Regions from separate parts of the Xenopus tropicalis genome. Here region 1 is linked to region 2. The links are chromatin contacts, called in public Hi-C maps. All regions are on one chromosome and are shown on one strand. The core of a region is the stretch at or near the end of the contact, and the rest is flanking DNA. Distances in the headings are between cores, read along the strand shown.

Region 1 (5,521 bases), core at 786-3,285, 180 kb after region 2:
GCAACTTGTAGGGGGTCTCCTGTACTTCATATCTTCACAAGCAAATCCTTATTACATGTGGAGTGGGCGGAGCTAGAAGTGATCAAGTTACACAGGGCGACCCGCACAGCGCCGCAGTCTCTTCCGGGGCACTGAGTGAGCTAGCCGGTTGCTGGAGCTCACAGCCCCCTCTGCCTGCAGCGGCCGGAGAGGGAGGTACGGGGGGGGGGCGGGATTTGCGAGCGTACGCACAGTGGGCGTGCGTGCACAACGAATTACAAAACCATATACTCGAGTATAAGCCGAGGATGACTTTTTCAGCACATTTTTGGCAACCACTGGTACACACTGAAATGAACTGTCAGTTTAGAAGAAAAGTGAAGGAAAAAGAATACTCACTGATTTGGATGGAACGTATGAATAAGGAATGCCGCGATCCTCACACATTACAGGGATGTGACAATACACCTCAATGGGAAGGGTGTCACCAGCCATTACTACAATCCTAAAAATATTCAGAAGTCAGAACTGTACAGTAAGCTACTATTACCGTGGAGGTTAATTGATGTTTCAGAAAAGGATAAGTGTTCTTACCCTTTCTCTCCTTTGTTGATGAACTTTTGTACTTCCTTCACTCCTCTGCGGATATTCTTTTGTTTTATGGCTGAAAGGGAAAATAGAGGGATCTTTAGGATACATCCATATTGTAGTAATTCTTCCAAAAACCTCTTGAACGGAATGGCATTGTTTATGCTTCTGATTATTACAGTGTGTACATATTTCAGAAAGCGGTGAATTCAAAAACCTCTATTACTGGCAGATTAAGTAAAAGGCATATCTATCATTTAATGGACAAGTATTTATGGTCTTATTGATGAAATGTTTAAGAAAGCAAGTCCTGCATTTTTTGCAGTTGTCCCTTGCAGGCAACCAGAGAGCCCTGCTGTGAGCTCTCTAAATGCTCTAGGCCAGAGATCCCCAACCTTTAATACTCGTGAGCCACATTCAAATGGAAAAAGTGTTGGGGAGCAACACAAGCATGGAAAATGGGGGTGCAAATAAGAGCTATAATTGGCTATTTGGTAGCCCCTATGTGGACTGGTAGCCTATAGAAGGCCCTGTTTGGCTTTACACTGGGTTTTATGCAACCAAAACTTGCCCCCACGCCAGAAATTAAAAAATAAGCACCTGCTTTGAGGCCACTGGGAGCAACATCTAAGGGGTTGGAGAGCAACATATTGCTCATGAACCACTGGTTGGGGATCACTGCTCTAGGCCCTCAGATGGCAGACCTGTGGTGAATCTTAGTGACACTGGTTCACAATAAAATGGAGGGGGGGGTCAAGTGTTCACAAGGGCTCCATAACAGTGCAGGCAGTGCTTTATATGAAGCCACAGTTGGTGGCAGGGTTTATGAATGGGGAAACCTCTCAAACATCCCTTTACAGTGACAGGAAGCAATTAAGCTTTGGCTGACTTTCAGCCGTTATAGTTCTGCTTATTAGGAATTATTGCATATTTTTCATTCATGTTAGCACTAGATTTTAGAAATTATGCCTAAAGCTCACTTTTAAAAGAACTGAACATATTCCTGTGAATTGAGTGTCACTAGCTAAAAGCCTCTACTGAATCCCTGCACAGGATTTCAGCGGAAGTCGAAGTTTATAATCGCTGTACATCGCAGTGACTGTATCCACATTTGTGCGCAAGAAGCCGGACTGACTGCTATCGCTTTTAAAACACATTTCAGACAAGATGCTCCAACAACAATTCACGGGATGTGTTAAACTCTAATTACAGCCCCACCATTCGCCTGAAAGAGCCAGCGGCCATTGAAGTAAGCATGGTACCTTTCTTTACACATTTGTATAGTTTCTTGGTGAGTTTGCGGCCCGCCAGCGGCTTAGCGATGGGGTTTAGATACGCCAACAGCTCATCGTAAGACTTGCTCGGCGTTTCGGGCACTTCCTCCGATTCCTCCTTCTTTGCTTTAGTCATTTCGCTAGATCACAGACGAGCAGGCTCAACGCACAACCACGTGTAACCGCGCACACTCGCACAACTGAGCACTTCCGTGTCCGGTGGGAGGGGCATATGCAAAGCAATCTGTGACTTGCGCTCTAGTCTCTGCGTAAGGAAAACTTCCGGCCATGAATATGCGGTATTGCAGAGAATATTGACTTTACTGTGGTGTATAGTTTGTATGTATGGTTAATATCTATAGTAGAAAGGAAATAAATTAATCATTGGTTAGAGAGATAGTTTCTTTCCAAGGGAAGGACCTAAAGCCCTCTAGTGGTGAGGTAGATACAAGTACAGGAAAGAGTCCAATCTGCAATGATAACGATAAATAATACCCATAATACCGGGACCCTCGTTGCGCTTTAGGAGTAAGGTCCTAAATAACGATAAACTCCAGTCTCTTTTGATATATCCAGCTAATTCTCATCCTGAGAAACACCATAACGTTTTTGTCTGGTAAACAAAATTGCCATTAAAGGGGGTTGTTCACCTTTCTGTTAACTCTTAGTATAATGTAGAGCAGTGATCCCCAACCAGTGGTTCATGAGCAACATGTTGCTCCCTAACCCCTTGGATGTTGCTCCCAGTGGCCTCAAAGCAGGTGCTTATTTATGAGTTTATGGTTAGGAGCCAAGGTTTTGTTGCATAAAACCCAGTGTAATTGGCAAACAGAGCCTTCTGTAGGCTTCCAGTCAACATAGGGGCTATCAAATAGCCAATTATAGCTCTCATTGGCACCTCCGGGAACTTTTTTCATGCTTGTGTTGCTCTCCAAAATTTTTTCCATTTGAATGTGGCTCACGGGTATAAAAGGTTGGGGAACCCTGATGTAGAGTGTAATATTCTCAGACAATTTGCAACTAGTCTTCATTTTTATTCTTTCTAGTTTTTTAGTTTCACTTTTTGTTCAGCAGCAATTTGGTTGCTAGGGTCCAAATTATCTTAGCAACCAGGGAGCTGTTTGAATGACAAATGATAAATGAACAGGAGAGGGCCTGAATAGAAAAATGAGGAATAAAAAGTAACAATAAAAATAAAACTGGAGCCTCACAGAGCAATAGTCTTTTGGCTGCCGGGGTCAGTGACCCCAATTTGAAAGCTGCAAAGAATAAAGGCCCCCATACACGGGCCGGTCCCTTGGACCGATTCGGCAGCTAATCGGCCTGTGTGTGGGCAGAAACGAGCAGCCTGGCCAACCGATATCTGGCCTGAAATTGGCCAGATATCGATCGGCCAGGTTAGAAAATCCAGTCGGCTCGGGGACCGCATGGGCTCGTTGATGCGGTCCCCGAACCGACTGCCCCATGGCCACAAATGTAATCCGATCGTTTGTAGCCACTGTACCCTATAAACATATAAATGGGCAGGGGCAGTTTTAAAGATAATATTCATTCATAAGATTTTGTGAAATCAAACATCCCCTGCTTAGCTCTTTTACTGCTACTACCTGTCAGGCCCAATACCGGGATAAAAACTAGTCAGTTTATGCAAGAGTAATTCTCATCAAGTCTAAGGACTTTCTTACCTGTAATTGCCAGTACATGGATAGAAACTAGTCAGTTTATTAAGGACATTTTCTACCTTAGTAATAAACATAGTAGTAGTAGTAAGTTGGGTTGAAAAAAGACAAACGTCCATCACGTTCAACCATAATGCCTATATATAACCTGCCTAACTGCTAGTTGATCCAGCGGAAGGCAAAAAAACCCCATCTGAAGCCTCTTAAATTTGCCGCAGAGGTGAAAAAATTCCTTCCTGACTCCAAGATGGCAATCGGACCAGTCCCTGGATCAACTTGTACTAAGAGCTATCTCCCATAACCCTGTATTCCCTCACTTGCTAAGAATCCATCCAGCCCCTTCTTAAAGTTATATAATGTATCAGCCAGCACAAAAGATTATTATTAGGCTGAATAAAGATTATTATTAGGCTGAATAAAGATTATTATTAGGCTGAATGGGCCCAGTGTTTGGCCATTTTATATGCAGTGAGCTCTGGGTCACATGGGCACCATTGTATCGATAGGGGTCTGCAGAGAGTTTTTTACTCTAGGGGTCACGTGTAACCATCGGCTCTTGTAGAACTGGTTCCAGTTATCCTCCATCTCTGCACAAATGGAAATTTCCATGGGGGGTCTAGGAATGAGACGAACCAGAGAAGGAAACCCAAAGAAACACTTGTCTTTCTCCACTAACTAAATAAGCTACTGGGACAATGAAAACAAAATTTAACTCAAGAAACCAAGGAGCAATGTGGGGGCCCATTCATTCAGCCTTGGCACTAGAGGGGCAGCAAGAATAGGGGGAACCATCCCAAAGGGTGCAGTAAAGCAAAGCAATTGTTGGTGTGGGTTAGAGGAGAACAACTGGAGTATGTACACTCAACAAGAATGTGTAAAGATGAACTCTCTGATCTGATCCAAGCGAAAACAGAACCAAGAGAATCTACTGCTCTCAAATGTAGGAAGGAATTTCTCAGAAGCATAATTACAACTTCTACCCAGTCTCCAGAGATTTGAGATTGGTACATTCTGCAACTGTAGCATCAAGCTGAACCCTGGTACAGTCTAACGTACAAAGGTCTATTCTATTCTGTGCTAGTCCCTTAAGCCATAGAGTCCAGTTCAACCCTGGCGCAGCTTGCTCTATGGAGATCTTATACAAGATGGTGTAATCCTTTCCTGGTTTCCCAACCATAGAATTTAGTTTAACCCAGGCACAGCTTAATGTACAGCGATAACCTGATTGTATCCTGTAACTCACTGCTGACTAGTAGAATGAATGTTATCCAGGTATTTTCTGTTCTGCAGCTCCAAGATCAGTGTAATTAGAATGAAGAGTGTGGGGGTTTCCAGACAGTTCCCTGAAATTCCATGACTGTTCCTTGTTTTACAGGTTCTCACAAAATTGTGACCGGGTGGGGCACTAGTGTCCTGTACACAGCAATAGTCATTGTCATCTATCTCACCATTTTTGTTAACTAGACTGTGTGTTGGTAATGCTTGAACCAATGGCTCTTTTGGCCTTTGTGCTCTTTGCCAAAACCAATAACATTTTAGACTTACCACTTTGTTTTGTGTGAGGCACAAATATGTCCTATCCATGAATACTGTATGAGACACCCAGCTTCCCTATGGACCTGATTACTATGAACAGAGAGGAGGAATTATACAGGGAACTCATGTATAATAACGAATAGCATAACCCCTACTGTTAATAAAGATATTGGAAGTTACTTAAGGGGCCATATAAAGACTCATGGCTGCAGGTCATGGTATACACTAACTGCTGAATAATTTGAGATCTATACCTTTCATTTAGCTATAATGTTGATTCTGCCACATTTTTCCTTGTAATGTGTTAAGGTTTGTCCCAGTCTCCTTTCCACCCCTACCAATATGATACAATTACCTGTACCTGCTGTTTAACTGTAGCAAAGGACATAGCAAGAGTAGTTTATACCAGGCCTAACCAGCACCATGCCCAGCCAGAGTCAAAAAATTCAACCCAGGTCTTGGGAC
Region 2 (6,087 bases), core at 2,504-5,003:
ATGTTCCTACTACATGCTATTCACCATATACTACTACCTTTTGCACAAATCCTCTTTATTTTTTCATGCTTATGTGGCTCACCAACACTTTTTCACATCTAAGTGTGAAACTACCAACAGTCTTTCTCCTGTGCCATCTCACTCTGACAGTCTTAAACCCAGCTTTCTCTACTATGCAGGATACAATTTAATGTACCTGCACTGTCATCCAAAGCATTTTAAAACTCTGTTTCATTCTATATGTGTGAACTTCTCTCTAGTTATTTACCAAACATCTCATTATGATCTCTGTATGATCAGCTTCTCAATGCCTCACTTATTACTTCATCACATACACTTATTCAAGCCAGAGCTGCACCCCATCTCTAGAATTCCATTTCTTGTTACAAACTACTTTTTCTCAATCTGTAAACAGTTGAATGATTTATTAAAACTCATTGGATTAGAAAAGCTTGCACTCATCTAACTTAGCATTCTTTCCACTTCTGTTTGATACACTATTTATAAGCCACTAACACATAAATCCAATAATTAGTACCATGTCTCTTAGTTTCTCAACTTTAGATCTTGCCCATTCCCAGACCTTCTTGCGTCTCATACCCCTTTTTCCATTAGACTGTAAACTTTAATGAGTAGGCCCCTCTTTATCTCTAGTATCTGTCACTCTTTGTATGTAATCTGTATGTTTTATATACAAACTTCTTCTGTATAGCTCTGCAGAATATTTTTGCACTTTATGAATGTTTGTTAATCATTTATTGAATGGAAATATGGTTGTAGCTACAGGGCATCAATGAAGAAAGTATAAGAGATGTCCTTACAGTTAGGGAAATATAGTGACCTCTGTATGTTGTAGTAAAAAAATCAATGGGGGGGCATAATGTTTCTGCAGTGTGGATAGTGTATGCTCACATTTAGCCTGGAATGAGGGAAATTCTGTCATACTTACCGTAATTTCTCTTTCCTGGACTCTGAAGAAACAGCATACACCATGGGTTAATCCCCGCCCCTCCAGTTGATAGGACAGGCCCCAACCTCCACCTTCCCAATAAAAAATGTATATAAGCTATCTCTCCACCCATGCTTGCTGCCTAGTTCCAAAGCCCCCTAACCCGGGATGGGCATGGTGTATGCTGTTTCTTCAGGAGTCCAGGAAAGAGAAATTACGGTAAGTATGATAGAATTTCCCTCATTCCTGGAATCCTTGAAACAGCATACACCATGGGACTTACCAAGTCTAGCAGGGAGGGAAAAAAGAAAATCAAAACATGTAATATGCTTAGAAAATTTTACTGATTGACAGAGTTCAAAATAGATAATGCAAAGGTAGCAAAGGTGAGTCCTGCTGACTACGGACATCCAGCTAGTAAAACCGAATAAAGGTCTCTGGTCTGGCCCAGGTAGCTGCCCAGCACACTTAATCAACCGACACTTCCCCTTTAACAGCCTAGGAAGTAGCCACCGCTCTTGTAGAATGTGCCTTCAAAACTTGAGGTGTTTGTAGCCCCTCCTCCTTACAGTGAGGAACATAAGTATTTGAAACCCTGCGATTTTGCAAGTTCTCCCGTTTAGAAGTCATGGAGGGGTCTGAAATTCACATTGTAGGTGCACTCCCACTGTGAAAGCATTTAAAAAAAAAAAATTCAGGAAATCATATTGTATGAGCCAAAGTAAAAGGCTCTCTCTTTTAACCACAACACTTCGCACACCCGATTCACCTACTACCTCTAATTCAGTTCTCAACCTGTGGGTCGGGACCCCTTTGGGGGTCGAACGACCCTTTCACAGGGGTTGCCTAAGGCCATTGGAAAACGCATATTTCCGATGGTCTTAGGAATAATTTTATGGTTGGGGGTCACCACAACATGAGGAACTGTATTAAAGGGTCGCTGTATTAGGTAGGTTGAGAACCAATGCTCTAATTTGTGGACCACTGGGGGAATTGGCAGACATGATTGTCTTAAAGAAATAAGAAAGGAATAGAAAAAAAAATACTTTCCACCCCAAGGAAAGCAACAAGAAAGCATGAAACTTACAGGCAGGGACAGCGTAACCACAAGCAACCGGCACCAAGGCAGCAAAGACAGCAGGACACCAAGCCAGGCGTGCAAACGTGGAAGAAAATATATCAGTCAAGCCGAATCCCCATGGTTTAAGCTTTATAAAACATACCCAGCCCTGGCCACCTAACAGGGCTCCCAACTGTTCACAGCCTAATGGCGGGGTTAAGAAGAGACCTCGGAGCAGAGAGAAAGAGAGAACTGGCTCCCGAAGGGTGTATGGACTGACACCCAGGTGAGTCAAGAAAGTTTTAGCCTCTACTACCAACTAGGACAGGAAAAAAGACAACGAGCGTGGGTGGAGAGATAGCTTATATACATTTTTTATTGGGAAGGTGGAGGTGGGGGCCTGTACTGTTAATTGGAGGGGCGGGGATTAACCCATGGTGTATGCTGTTTCAAGGAGTCTGGGAATGTCTCTTTACCTTCTTTCTTGACGGACAATTTTACATTCCACTTTTGATAAAATGATATAGATACTGAGGCATTACTAAGGCAAGGGTTGAAAACTTGCACTAGAATGATAACCAGCAATAAAGCAGAATCAAACTGAAGTTTTGAAACCATTTCTAGCTTTATAACAACCAACCACTTTAAAGGAACAGTAACACTAAAACATAAAAATGTTTTAAAATAATTAAAATATAATGTACTGTTGCCCTGCACTGGTAAATGTTGTGTGTTTGCTTCAGAATGACTACTATAATTAATAGAAATAGCTGCTGTGTAGCAATGGGGGCAGCCATTTAAACTGAAAAAAGGAGAAAAGGCACAGGTTACATAAGCACATAACTGTGTAGAATACAATAGGGATCTATGCAACTTATTTGTTATCTGCTGAGCAACATGTCCCTTTTCTCCTTTTTTTCAATTTAAATGGCTGCCCACATGGTTACACAGCAGCTTTGTTTATATAAAGGATAGTAGTGTTTCTGAAGACAACACACAACTTTTACCAAGGCAGGGAGTATATAAAATAATATATTAATTATTTTGATACATGTTCAATTTTTGGTGTTACTGTTCCTTTAAAGCAACATCTTGAACAATAGGTACAACAGCAATCGATCAACAAATAATTTTGAGCTACTATACCTCAAAACATCAAAGCAAAGACCTGATTGGTCCCTACAGCTTTAATGCATGTTTTTAGAAATTAGACCCAACTCTCAATGCAGGCTCTACTCTATTAGGGAACAAGGGCAACTGTGCTCTTTCCAGATGGCAAATCATTTTGTCTGACAGTTTATAACCAAGTCACCACCCTGCTATAACACACCACGACTTATTTTAGGCGCAACGTTTTTTTTTTGATGGCAAATTATAGCGTCTTTTGAATTAAGTTCAGTTGCGTGATTATTAATCTCTAATACTTTTCCAATAAATCTGGCTAAAGTCTTCGGATAATAGTCTAGCAACAAGCACATCTGCTCAAATAACTCTTCCCAATTACGATACCTTCAATTGGATACCTCTGACAGAAACACAGCCTCTATCTTGCGCCAATAGAAAGCCGGCTCTCAAAACACCATTCAGGAGCCTTTAGCCCCCGGAACCTTTGTAGCGCAGGTCGTGTTCCTGTTGGGGAGGAATATGTCGACGGACCAGCAGCTTACAAGCCAGCGTGTAACGGGTGGAACATTTGCTTAGAATCCTGGATTATCGCCGCGGTGCATTTGAGTTTCATTGTCCCGCAGACTTCTGAGAGCTACACGACATGTTTTAGTGGGGAGGTGTATTTATAATTACTCGAACGAAGCTTATGAACTGAGTACAGGGGTTGTACAGTGGGGACATTGCTCTACATTGCTCTACAGAGTACTTTTAAGATAAACTCAGCTCTTTGGCTTTCTGTTTGACGAGGCTGCTCCTTGTATAGAAGTGACACTAGGAGCAGAATTATTAACTTAAAATTCCTAGGTGTTTCTTCGAGGCTATTGTATCTATATATATATATATTGGCTGTGCGGACAGAAAGGAATTGCCAGCATGTTTATAGCTAGTCGGGTATAATATGGTTTAGCACAATCCTTGGGCCATGTTTTTAGTGAGGATAAAGATGTGTTTTTGACAAAATCACCTTAGTAACGATGCTTAATGTGCTGCAAGTGGAGTAAGGCATTTGATATGCAGTTCATTTGTACATATAGGTGACTCTGTGCAATGCCTTTAGGGTTAGGCTTGGAGGGTTATGGAATCATTTTAAGGAACTGTTATTTATGAACTGGGAAAGGACTGTCATTTCTCAAAGGAGATGTATATGACAAGGAGAAAGCCAGCATTGTACCTCAGGGAAGACAGCAGGTAAGGAAACATGCTCAGTTATACTAGCTTCAGTTAAATATTATGGCAGTGTTTCACTTAATAAAAAATGCTAAATTGGGGAAAAGGTATAAAGAAACAATGTTTTTAGCCAAGCATTACATAAAAATGACAATGGGAATATTTTCAGATGTCAAGAAATTAGAAGGCATCCTGGGTAGTCTATTCATCATTTGTATAGAGATTCTATTACAATTTTGTACACACAGTACTCAAAACCATCTCATGTTATGCATAGTAGATACACATACTTGTAATTTTTTTTAAAAAAAAAAGCTGAAATAGAAACACAAGCCTTATGATCCTGACACCCAAATGAAACTGTTCATTTGTGAACAAGCATAAGTGGAAATCAGGATGCACGTCACAATGCATATATATATATATAAAAAAAAAATATTCTCAATGCCTTGCTGCCAGGAATTTGTGACCTGAGTGGGCACAGAAGAAAGGCATTTTCTTCTGTGCAGTTGGTGCTTGAACACATAAACATAACATAAGGGGAAATGTAAAGGGAAAGTGCCTTTGGCATCTGTAGATATAAATCCCACACTGCTTACTGTGCTGTTGCAGCCTTTGCCTAAATGTTTATAAATAAGGTCTAATAAATCATGCAGTAAATCCATTTGCAGATGAAGGGTTGGTATTTTTGCATTTGATGGCATATCCTGTTTTAACTGACATTTCACCATCAAATATCAAAAAGGAATCTGAATCTCAGGTATTGAAAAAATCTAAGAAATTGAATTTATCCTACCAAAGGAGCAGTTGCTTGTTTGAGCAAACACTGTTTCTTTCAAAGAAGTTGATATCCTGTTGTGAGAAAAAAGCTTTTGCTTATGATAAAAACTTTTTTTTTTTTTTTCAGATCAGGATTGTTTCTGGGGTTTCTACCTAGAAAATGCAGCATCTTTAATTTGTTCCTGACTTGCTTGATTCTTGGGTTTCTGTCTATGCTCTGGCTACAACTCAGCTGTACCGGTGATGTGAGCAAAAGAGGAACTCAGGATGAAATGTCTTCCCAGAAGTCCTGCCCCCAGGTTCCTAGAACTGTGAATGAGGATCCCTCATGGGGTCCTCACCGGCTTGCTTTGCTGGTTCCTTTTAGGGAGCGATTTGAAGAACTCATGAGCTTTGTCCCCCATATGCACCAGTATTTGTTACAGAAAAAAATTCTCCATCATATTTTTATCATCAATCAAGTGGATCATTACAGGTATGTATGTTTGTATGTATGTACTTTGTTTCTTCTAGAGCTCTTTGTGAACTTAACACAATACTGACCTCTTTTCTACAAGAATAATCACCTCTTAGCACAAGGTGTGCTGCCTTCATACATAGTTTAATTGTAACTCAAAGCAGTGTATATTATTATGTATGATTGTGTCATTTTAGAATTTTTTTTTTTAGTTCCTTGTTTAATTTGCTTGGGGGAAGTATATTTCTGGCAAAAACAGCAGGCATTGCTGTCTTGCTTTCTGACATGGATATATATTCAGGATCAAAGTACTTGTCTCACAACATACAGAGAAGAATCAGTTACCCTTTATTTGCACAGTTCCTCATGATCATATGAAACACAAGAGCTCTGATTTTTGGTTTATTTTAGCCCAACAAACATTCATGGTTTCGGATGACAAGCACTATTAATGGAGCTGCTCTGGGTTTTTCATTTCAATAAATGGAAGTTATTTAAGTTTTATAA

What was found. Hi-C and Micro-C count contacts between places; a contact is called where the count stands out from the background.
Region 1: a contact with region 2 is called in a Hi-C map of neurula embryo, with 2.4 times the contacts expected there. The contact joins the promoter of nhp2 here to the promoter of b4galt7 in region 2. A contact is called at or near these places in 2 of 5 Hi-C or Micro-C datasets (neurula embryo and tailbud embryo).

What each region holds. Positions count from the first base shown.
Region 1 is chr3:47,807,895-47,813,415 of UCB_Xtro_10.0, forward strand. nhp2 (NHP2 ribonucleoprotein) reads right to left here and starts at 2,036. Exons shown (of 4, transcript NM_203658.1): 1 at 1,830-2,036; 2 at 574-643; 3 at 379-484. The coding sequence starts at 1,977.
Region 2 is chr3:47,630,930-47,637,016 of UCB_Xtro_10.0, forward strand. It overlaps b4galt7 (xylosylprotein beta 1,4-galactosyltransferase, polypeptide 7), which reads left to right and starts at 3,754. Exons shown (of 6, transcript NM_001126545.1): 1 at 3,754-4,364; 2 at 5,251-5,598. The coding sequence starts at 4,315.